Linked DNA regions of Sus scrofa: region 2 is linked to region 1. A link is a contact called in public Hi-C data. All regions are on one chromosome and are shown on one strand. The core of a region is the stretch at or near the end of the contact, and the rest is flanking DNA. Distances in the headings are between cores, read along the strand shown.

Region 1 (4,328 bases), core at 565-3,064:
CTGAACCTCCTGTGCCTTCTCCAAGACACAAGTGCTTCCAAATCCTGTTTACTTTAGGCATTAGAGTGTCACCGGAGAGATCTGAGTCCCTCCGCCCAACCCCCCTTAGCCTCCCTCAAGGGTTTCAGGAAGAAAATGTCGCCCGCCTGTCTCCCCTCTCTCCATTCTAGTGCAAAGATTCCACCCAGCTTCCTTTGGGGGGGTGTTTTACCAGAACAATAGATCTTTTTGTTCTCTTTTCTCAAATATGAAATCGTAGCATTGAATGTGCTCTTTCACCGGCCACAGGGGCCATCCAGGTGTGCAGGAGCCTGTGGACCGCCGGCGCTCCAGGCACAAACCCTGGAGAAGGGGGTCCCTGAACTCTCCTCCCTCTTCCCGGTGCCTGGAAGCGCTCACATCCGCCGCTAGAGATGGGGCCTTCCCCGTCTGAACCCCCAGTGACTAGGTCAAAGGGCCACCTGGCTAGCGAGCACTCAGCCCCATTTACAACCCTACTTTCTCAGCTACCGAAACTAGCCCTCTCTCAGCTTCCTATTGGGCGGCGGGAAAGCAGAATGCAGCCAAGGCCAACCGTGGCGGGGGCGCTCCGCAAGGCGGAGGAGGCCTGTCGGCACTCGGGACAAGGAGGCGCCGGCAACTGCAAAACGAAAGGTTTTTATTGAAAAATATCAAGTGGCCCTTTTCAAGACTGCGGGTCCCTGCCCAGCGAGGGCTCTGAGGCCACAGCCCGACGGGGCAGGCAAGTAGCGGCGGTCACCCCGGCCCCGCGCTCCAGAGGGGCGAGGTTTCATGGTCCGTGCTGACTGGTCTCTGGGCTCCGCAATCCCGCTCCCCGGCCCGAGGAGGGGTGGCAGCTGGGGAGGGTGACACCGGGCGGGCCCCTCCCAGTCCGGCGAGAGAGCTGCCTAGCATCTGGGTGGACTGGTCTCGGATGCAAGGCCGCACGGAGGACTGGTGGGCGCACGAGCTCGTGGGGGTGGTGGGGACTCTCCGCGGCTGCCCCCTCATACGTAGTCCTTGCGGTCGTAGGCCGTGCCGGTGCCGGTGCCCGGCCCGACGGTGGAGCGCGGCGCGGAGTAGAGGATCTTGGCGGGCGTGTACTTCTTTTCTCTCGGCGGGCACGAGCAGCAGAGCAGCGCGCCCCCCAGCAGCTGCAGTGCGGCGGCCGCCCAGCCCACGTACAGCGCGGAGCCCATCTCGCGCTTTTGCGCGTCGGGCACCAAGGGATTGTAGAAGTCCCGGATGATGGTGTTGGCCGACCAGGACACCGGCACGAGGGTGAGCAAGGCGGCCAGCAGAAAGAGCACGCCCGCCACGATGGTGATCTTGGCTTTGGCCGTGTCGTCCTGCACGCAGTTGGTGCACTGGGCGCCCACAAGCGCCACAAGGAGCCCAAAGGCGGCCAGCAGGATGGCGACGACGATGAGGGCGCGGGCCGCCTGCAGGTCCTGCGGCAGCGCCAGCAGAGAGTCGTACACTTTGCACTGCATCTGGCCCGTGCTCTGCACCACGCAGTTCATCCACAGGCCCTCCCAGGTGATCTGCGCTGTGATAATGCTGCTGCCGATGAAGGCCGTGACGCGCCACATGGGCAGCGCGCAGCACACGATGGTGCTCAGCCAGCCCATGACGGCTAGCGAGGTGCCCGCGATCTCCAGGCCCATGGACATGGCTGCTGCTCCAAAGCCGGCTCGGCCGGGCAGCTCCGGGTGCGGGACGACGAGGGGCCGGGGCCGCTGGGGCCTGGTTGCGAACGGCTCTGCGCCGCTGGATGGACGCCCCGACGGACGGACGGATAGACGGACACGAGGACCGCGCGCGCACTAACGGCTCTGCCCGCTCGCGCAGCGGCTGCGCCTGCACCTGCTTGTGGCTTTGTAGGCGGGCGCCGGCGACTGGGCTGGCCCTGGGCTGGGGCCGGTTGGTCTTCGATCCGGGCCCAGCACTCCGGCGGGGGCGGGAGGGGCGGAGCCGCGCTCTCCCCGGCCTGGGGACAGTGACGTGGCCCCTCTTCCCACCTTCACTGGGCGCCCTGGGAGGAAGGACTTGGCTACGAGTGGCTCTCGGCGCGGGGGTGGGGGTGCCAAGAGAGGGCGGGGCCGGGACCTGAGCCCCCGCCCCTCGCTCCTGGTCCCCCACTGCTCGGGAACGAATTCTCCCGGGAATGGGGTGAAAAGCACAACCTACTTAACACTTCCCTAACCGACCTCCCTATTTTCAGCGCCTTTGGCACGGGAGGTATGTGGAAGGGGGCGCTGCCAGCTGCCGGGAATCCACACACGGACGGGGCGGGCCCAGTGTGGGCGTGGCCGCGGCTGTTTTCCGGAGCGGGCAGCTGCGCACCTGCTGCTCGGTCGCTCCAGCCTCTGAGGCAAAGCTCCCCGCGCACGATCCCGGACTGTTCCAGGCCCCTGGGGCGGCCAGCCCCGGACGTCTGGGCTCAGAAACCGGGGACCACCCGCAAAGGCGCCCAGCAGTCATCCCTGAGCCTGTGTTGAACTTAAATTCTCTAGCCCCGCCCCAAATATCAGCTTTTATCCCTCATGGAGACCCTGGGTCCCTTCAGCTGAACTGCTCTCTCCCCCCCATTGAGTCCCCTCCCCTGCTGAGCCCTAGTCCTCCCGCTGGGCCCGAGGAAGTCCGTGCCTAGCTCGACCTTAATGAAATGGCGGTGAAAGAGATTTGATCCAGGCAAAAGTGGGACGCCTTGCCCCCACACCTGGGCTATCCCTCACTCTGCTTAGAGCCCTACAGCACTGGCCTTGAACTTGGCTCTTCTGTCCTCCATCTCCCTTGCTACCTCTCACCTCAGGGACCCCATCCTTGTGGTGTTCTCTGCATGGGACAATGATCACATGTCTCCCTCCTTCCATCTTTGGGTTCTTGCTCCCAGCCCGGCCTTCCCTGCCCGAACTATTTAAAATCACAGCTACTCACCCCACAGGGTCCTGTCTGTCCCCTTTTCTTTTCTTTTCTCTTTTTTTTTTTTTGTCTTTTTTTTTTGCTATTTCTTGGGCCGCTCCCGCGGCATATGGAGTTTCCCAGGCTAGGGGTCGAGTGGGAGCTGTAGCCACCAGCCTACGCCAGAGCCACAGCAACTTGGGATCCGAGCCGCGTCTGCAAACCACACCATAGCTCACGGCAACGCCGGATCGTTAACCCACTGAGCAAGGGCAGGGACCGAACCTGCAACCTCATGGTTCCTAGTCGGATTCGTTAACCACTGCGCCACGACGGGAACTCCTCTGTCCCCTTTTCATGCAGTACATTCTCTTTATCATTTAACACTGGCTGTCGTACTCTATACGGTATTTATTTTTTATCCTCTCTCTCCGCTCTAGTATGTTAGCGCCATTGGAACATCCAGAATATCCCCCAGTAGGCGAGGGTTTCTGCTGGTTTTATTCACGGCACTATCTCCAGTGCCCAGAACCGTGCTGGGTCCTCAAGAGAAAGCTCATCTAGTGACTTGAATGGAGGAGAGACATCTTGCAACCTTGCCTGCCCTGTGCCCTCCTCCGGGTGTAAATGAGTGAGAATGGGACATTCCTGGGCTACCTGAATCAGAGCACTTTGGAATCTAGCAGCAACCTGGGGCACTTCGAGGTGAGATGAGAAACCTCACAGGACTGGGCCTAGGGGATTTTCTGGTTTGCCCCACATCTCTCAAATTACAGGCCTGCAGCCTGTGTCCTCTTCTGTAAGTGTCCAAGCCCTGGGGTGAGGTAAACAGGGCCAGAAGAAACCAGGGTCCTACTCCTTGCAGGGGCAAAGGTCTTGGGCTGGGCTGGGCAGGGCTGGGAGTGCCCGGCCAGAGGGCCCAGCTGGTGCTGGGTGGAGGCTGCCCTGGAGGAAGTTCTGGAAGCCCAGGGCAGTGGGCTGATGGCTGCTACAGTTTTCTGGTTTGTGGGGTGGCTTTTGGTTAGGAGAGAGAGGACCCAGGCAGTATGGCTGGGTTTAGGGTGGGGGCCCGAGACAAATGCTTTTGGCCAGAGAGTGGGCTTCCTGCTAGTTGTGCTGTGAGTTCGCTCTTGCTACGCGAGGCTGAGGAAAGCCATGTCCCCTCTCTTAACCTCCGTACCCTCCTCAACAAAATGAGGAAACTGATGTTTCCATGACCCACCTCAGCGGGTTGGAATGACAATGGAGGCCACAAAAGTGTATTGCAAACCAGAAAACAAGCCGGGCCGGACAAGCCGGTGTGCAGAGAAATTGTGCAGCGAAGTGGTGGTGGGGTTTGGTTGGACAGACTTGAGTTGGAGTCCAGCTCCACCGACACTGGCCATGTGACTTGAGCAGGTCCTTCTCCACCTGGAGCCTCAGTT
Region 2 (4,678 bases), core at 1,290-3,789, 53 kb after region 1:
AAAAAAGATTTGAAATAAAGCGACGTTTTAATATTGAAACGGGAAAAAAAAAAAAAAAGAATATCAGACCAGAACATTTCACGGTGGTTTCGCCTTTAGCCACCCAGGGACCTGCAGCGGGCGAACGTCTCAGGATGACGCGTATTTGTTGTCGCAGGCTCAGAAAAAACAAAAATTAACGCCCGCCCGGAAAACTTTCCATCAATTTTCGCAGCGCGCTCAGGTGCGTCGGCCCCCGCGCCCCTGGTGTCTGCTGCCCCCAGGCGGTGGCGCCGCGATCCGGCACGCGCATCGGGGAGCCCCTGGGGCTGGGAGGAAGTTGAAGGCAGGCTTCCTAACTCTTTCGCCGCGGGTCCAGGACTGGGGAGGAGAATCCCTGCAGAGGGGCCAAAACTGGGGAATGGTGCCCTCTGGCGTTAGGCAAGGCGGCGGCGGCGGATAACCAACCGGGTTATCGCACCTGGTCCTTCTTGTGGGCGGGGTGCATTGGCCGAGTCTACATAGCGCATGGATGGCCTTGAACCTATGTGTTGAGTAGGAATGAGAGAGGAGTAGAGGGTTTCTTACTGAGGGACCCAGGTTGGGGGTTCTTCTGCGGCAGCTCCTGCTGCCCTTATGTACAGCCTGACAGGGATCTCAGGCCTTTCTCAATCACTTATTAATTCAACAAATATTTAGGCAGCTCCTGCTATGCACCATGCACTGTTCCAGGCACGGGGCACAGTAGCGAACAAGATTCACAGTGGTCCTGACCTTCAGCCCACCTCTGAAGGTCAGGAAGGAAGGAGATGGGATGACTCTGGGGGTTCTGGCCCCTGGGCCTGCACTGCATGGCTTGGGCTGCTATTCCCTGAGCTAGGTTGGGGGAGCCCCTGGGTTGATTTCACTTTCCAGGGAGGCCTCGCCTGTTACCAGATTTCCAGCACTCTGCGTGTCCCTCCATTCTGCGGTCTGGCAGCCACAGAGCCAGAGAGGCCTCTAGCTTAGGGGACCAAGAAGAGCACACTGGTGAATCAGAGCCGAGCCTGGGACCTGGGCCTAATGGAGCTTGAGAGGTACCCTGAGGGTCAGCCCTGCAGGGGAAGGGGGCAGTGTGCCATTTCTAGCTCCCACCTGTTTTGTTTTGTTTTCTTTTTAGGGCTGCACCTGCAGCATATGGAAGTTCCCAGGCTAGGGGGTGAATCGCAGCTGCAGCTGCCCACCAACGCCACGGGATCCCTTAACCCACTGAGCAAGGCCAGAGGTGGAACCTGCATCTTCATCTTCATGGATGGTAGTTGGGTTCTTAACCTGCTGAGCCACAACAGGAATGCTTAAAAAAAAATAAAATAAAATAGATGCTTGCTGGTGACCTTAAAAAAATTGTTTATTCCAGTTGATTTACAATGTTCTCAGACTGATTGGTTTAAAACTGCCCTCCTGAGAGTCTGAAATTGCAATTAAGTTAGGTATTAAGTCTTGGTGGGGCTTAGCGCAGGTGACTCCATTTGGGGCCTGTTGTTCCTTTTTAGCAATTCTCCCCCTTTGATCAAACTCTCAACTGAGAGATGTGATCAGAACTGAAGACACGACTACCCCTCACTTTGCTGCTCTGTAGTTCTCACAGCATTTGTTGATGCTGCTTTTTTGCTTTTTTGCTGAGTCGGTGTGGTATTCACAGGTCACACCTCCAGGCACACAGTTTTTTTTTTACTGGATCATTTGCTTTGTTCCGTTTTTGAAGTCCAGCCTCAGGGAGATTTGCTGGGTGATTAGTGGCTGTGAACAAGCATTTAAAGCTTTTGAGAAAATGCAATGCACCAGGCATACAATTATAACTATAAGCAGGACAATTTTCACTGTCAAACATGTGTCCTCAGAAGCCGTGGGTCCCCAGGATCCAAACTAATCAAAATCCAATTAAGTCAAAGAGACCCCATTGGAGGAGTCACCTTTCCAAGCCAAATGCTTTGCTCAGTGACCTTATGAAACTGAGTTTCGGCTTCCCCAGAAGTGTTCACTCCCGGTGCATGCAGCAGGTGGGGTTGGCCACAGACCTGCTCAGCCACAAGATAATCCTGTTATCAAGAACAACTTTGGCCAGAGTCTAAGGAGCTTTCCTGAGTAGCTAGTGTCTTAGCAACGGAATCTACAGTGTTTCGAGAGGTTTCTGATCAAATTCGCATTTGTATTTACTTCTAAGCCACGGGTCAGTCAGGTTTTTAGTGCATATGGCGTGAGAATCTGTTCTAAATTCCAGAGCTTCTTTCCTCAGCAATGGCCTGAGAGACAGAGCTGAAGGCATCATCTTTCCAGACCTAGGCCAGAGGAAAGGAAAGAAAGGGAAGAAGAAAGAGTTTCATGTTTAGTTAAAGTAGAAAATCTTGATCCCGTGTTTTGACGTCTGCTCTTCTTTTCCGAGACAGTTGGATTGGATGTCTCCAGTGTTTGCACAGGACCTACCAATTTTTGCAGCTTTTTGGCGTCTGAGGTCCCTGTTAGCCTTTATGGACCCAGTCCGGCTCAAGTTGGACTCAGTCCGACTCCAGCTGGTAACCACCAACAATCCCCATGGAACTTTGGACTGGGGAAAAGCATGGAACCAGCAGACCTCAGCAAATGAAGACAGCAGACTGCTTCCAAACAAATGGGAAACTACAGTGGCCATAGCAGTTGCCAAGGTGGAATTTGGGGGAGGATTCCTGACAAATGGGAAACTGCAGACGAAACCACCAGCAGTTTCCCAACATGGAATCTGGGGAGAGAATCAAGGGCTGGGATTTCTAAACAAATGGGGGAACAGACTGGAAAGCCAATTAGACCGGGAGCTTGATGCAAAGAGAGCAGGGCCCACAACCACAAGGAACTTACCCTGGGGCTCAGAAATGAACAGAAAGACTGAACCCAAAAAGGGGTTCGAGGTACCATACCTGTTTTTCCCATTGTCCCTGAAAACCATCAGAATTTCACTCTGGGTCCTACCACAGCCACCACATCTGTTAAAAACCCCAATTCAACTGCGTATGTTTGGAGATCTGATTTACTTTATTCAACCACTGATCACAGTCAGCCTCCCGGCCAGCAAGGAGAAAGGTGCCCCGAGGAGCTGTACAAAGAGGCAGGCTTTCCTAGGCAGAAGGAGGGTGGGACAAAGAAATGAAGAGGCTGGGTTATTTCAGGTCACCTGCCCTTAAAGGAAGGCAGGGGTCTTAGATTACTTTGCAAGTGCTGACCAGGAAATTCCTGGTGGATTGGCTTAAAATCCTATGCCCAAGAGGCTGAAATTACAATTAGGTTAAATATGAAGTCCAGGTGGAGCTTAGCACAAGTGACTCCATTGTGGGCCTGTTGTTTCCTTTTAAGAGGGGCCGTGGTGGGGGGCAAGCCAAAGAGGAGAGAGAGGATGGAAAACAAATTGCAAATTCTGGTTTCAGCCTCCGCCATCCCACTCCCAGCAATCGGATTTTTCCCCAAACCTGCTCCTCCTCCATCCCCCACCTCTGTGGGCAGCACCTCCACCCACCCTTGGCTCAAGACTTCTGAGGTGTATCCCTGACTTCTGCCTCACCTCACCTTTCTTCCTTCACTCCTCTGTTGGGAAACAATTCCCCACAGGTGTCCTGAGTTTATTCACAGGACTTGATGGCTCTTCATTTTGGGTGATCTTTCTAGGATCCAGTTATACTTGGAAGGTATAACTTCTCCTCGTGCAAAGCACAGGCATGGTCCAGCATGATAACGTCTCTCTCGGGAGCAGAGGCAGGCTTGCTTACTGCCCATCAGAAAAGATTTGGGTTCCCTAAGCTCAGGGTTTCTCTTCCACAATATACCCACTTCGGGTACAGGTACCCTCTGCCCCTTTTTATGTCACCCTGTGGGATCTGGGACTCAAAAGACCAATGCAAAATACTTATACCCTAGTTTACTGCTAGTGCTGTAATGCATTGTCCATCATCTCTGACCCAGGAGTCTTGCGCCTTCTACCAGCATCCAAGATGCTCTTACAGGCTGACTGGTTAGCTTGCAAGGAGGGTACCATCTTGGACCTCTCACCACCTTTTTTTTTGGCCACGCCCACAGCATGCAGATGTTCCTGGGCCAGGGATCTAACCCTCGCCACAGCAGTGACAGTGCTGGATCCTTAACCTGCTGCACCACAAGGGAACTCCCCTTTCATCATTTGTGATGGCTTCTAACCCTTCCGTTCCATCGTCTACACATCTCTGGCATCTGTCCACTTCAGCCCCATCACCTTGTGTCTAGAAGGTTAATTGTTGTGAGTTCCTATCCAATCTCCCCCTTGCTCCCCAAGACCCCTTCTCTGCCCTCGTCTAACTTCTTCCCTTGTAAAGTCCCCAGCGATCTCTAGCGCCTTGTTGCCTTGGGTCCTCAATGGCTCCTATCATTTGATAGAATATTCTGACCCATGTGGCCGTTGCTGACCTCACCACCTACCCCCTGTCTCACTTTATGACCTAGTACTACTGAGTTGTTAGACCCGTGCCATTCCTGCCGTGGGACCATCCTTCCTACTCTCTTCTCTGGAAGACTCCTACCCATCCTTCAAAACTTAGTGCAAGGAGGCCTTTCCGAAGACCCAACGACCCCGCAGGGCCTTAATGTTGGAGACAGAAGGGGTGGGTGGGGGAGGGGCAAGGGCACAGGACAGAGCGGAGGGACTTTGCACGCTCCACCCTCC

What was found. Hi-C and Micro-C count contacts between places; a contact is called where the count stands out from the background.
Region 2: a contact with region 1 is called in a Hi-C map of liver, with 6 times the contacts expected there. The contact joins the enhancer-like site here to the promoter of CLDN3 in region 1. A contact is called at or near these places in 1 of 5 promoter capture datasets (liver) and 5 of 47 Hi-C or Micro-C datasets (alveolar macrophages, liver and subcutaneous adipose tissue).

Annotation. Positions count from the first base shown.
Region 1 is chr3:11,018,288-11,022,615 of Sscrofa11.1, forward strand. CLDN3 (claudin 3) reads right to left here and starts at 1,815. Exons shown (of 2, transcript NM_001160075.1): 1 at 1,329-1,815; 2 at 786-1,088. The coding sequence starts at 1,673. The coding sequence ends at 1,008.
Region 2 is chr3:11,070,397-11,075,074 of Sscrofa11.1, forward strand. All of the region lies in intron 2 of TMEM270 (Williams-Beuren syndrome chromosomal region 28 protein), which reads left to right. Among named protein-coding and RNA genes, the nearest start is that of TMEM270, 14 kb to the left of the region's middle. Within about 2 kb of position 2,540, at least 5 of the 83 cell types and tissues checked have an H3K27ac peak or open chromatin away from gene starts, as enhancers often do. A contact at or near this core is called in liver, where this site is marked.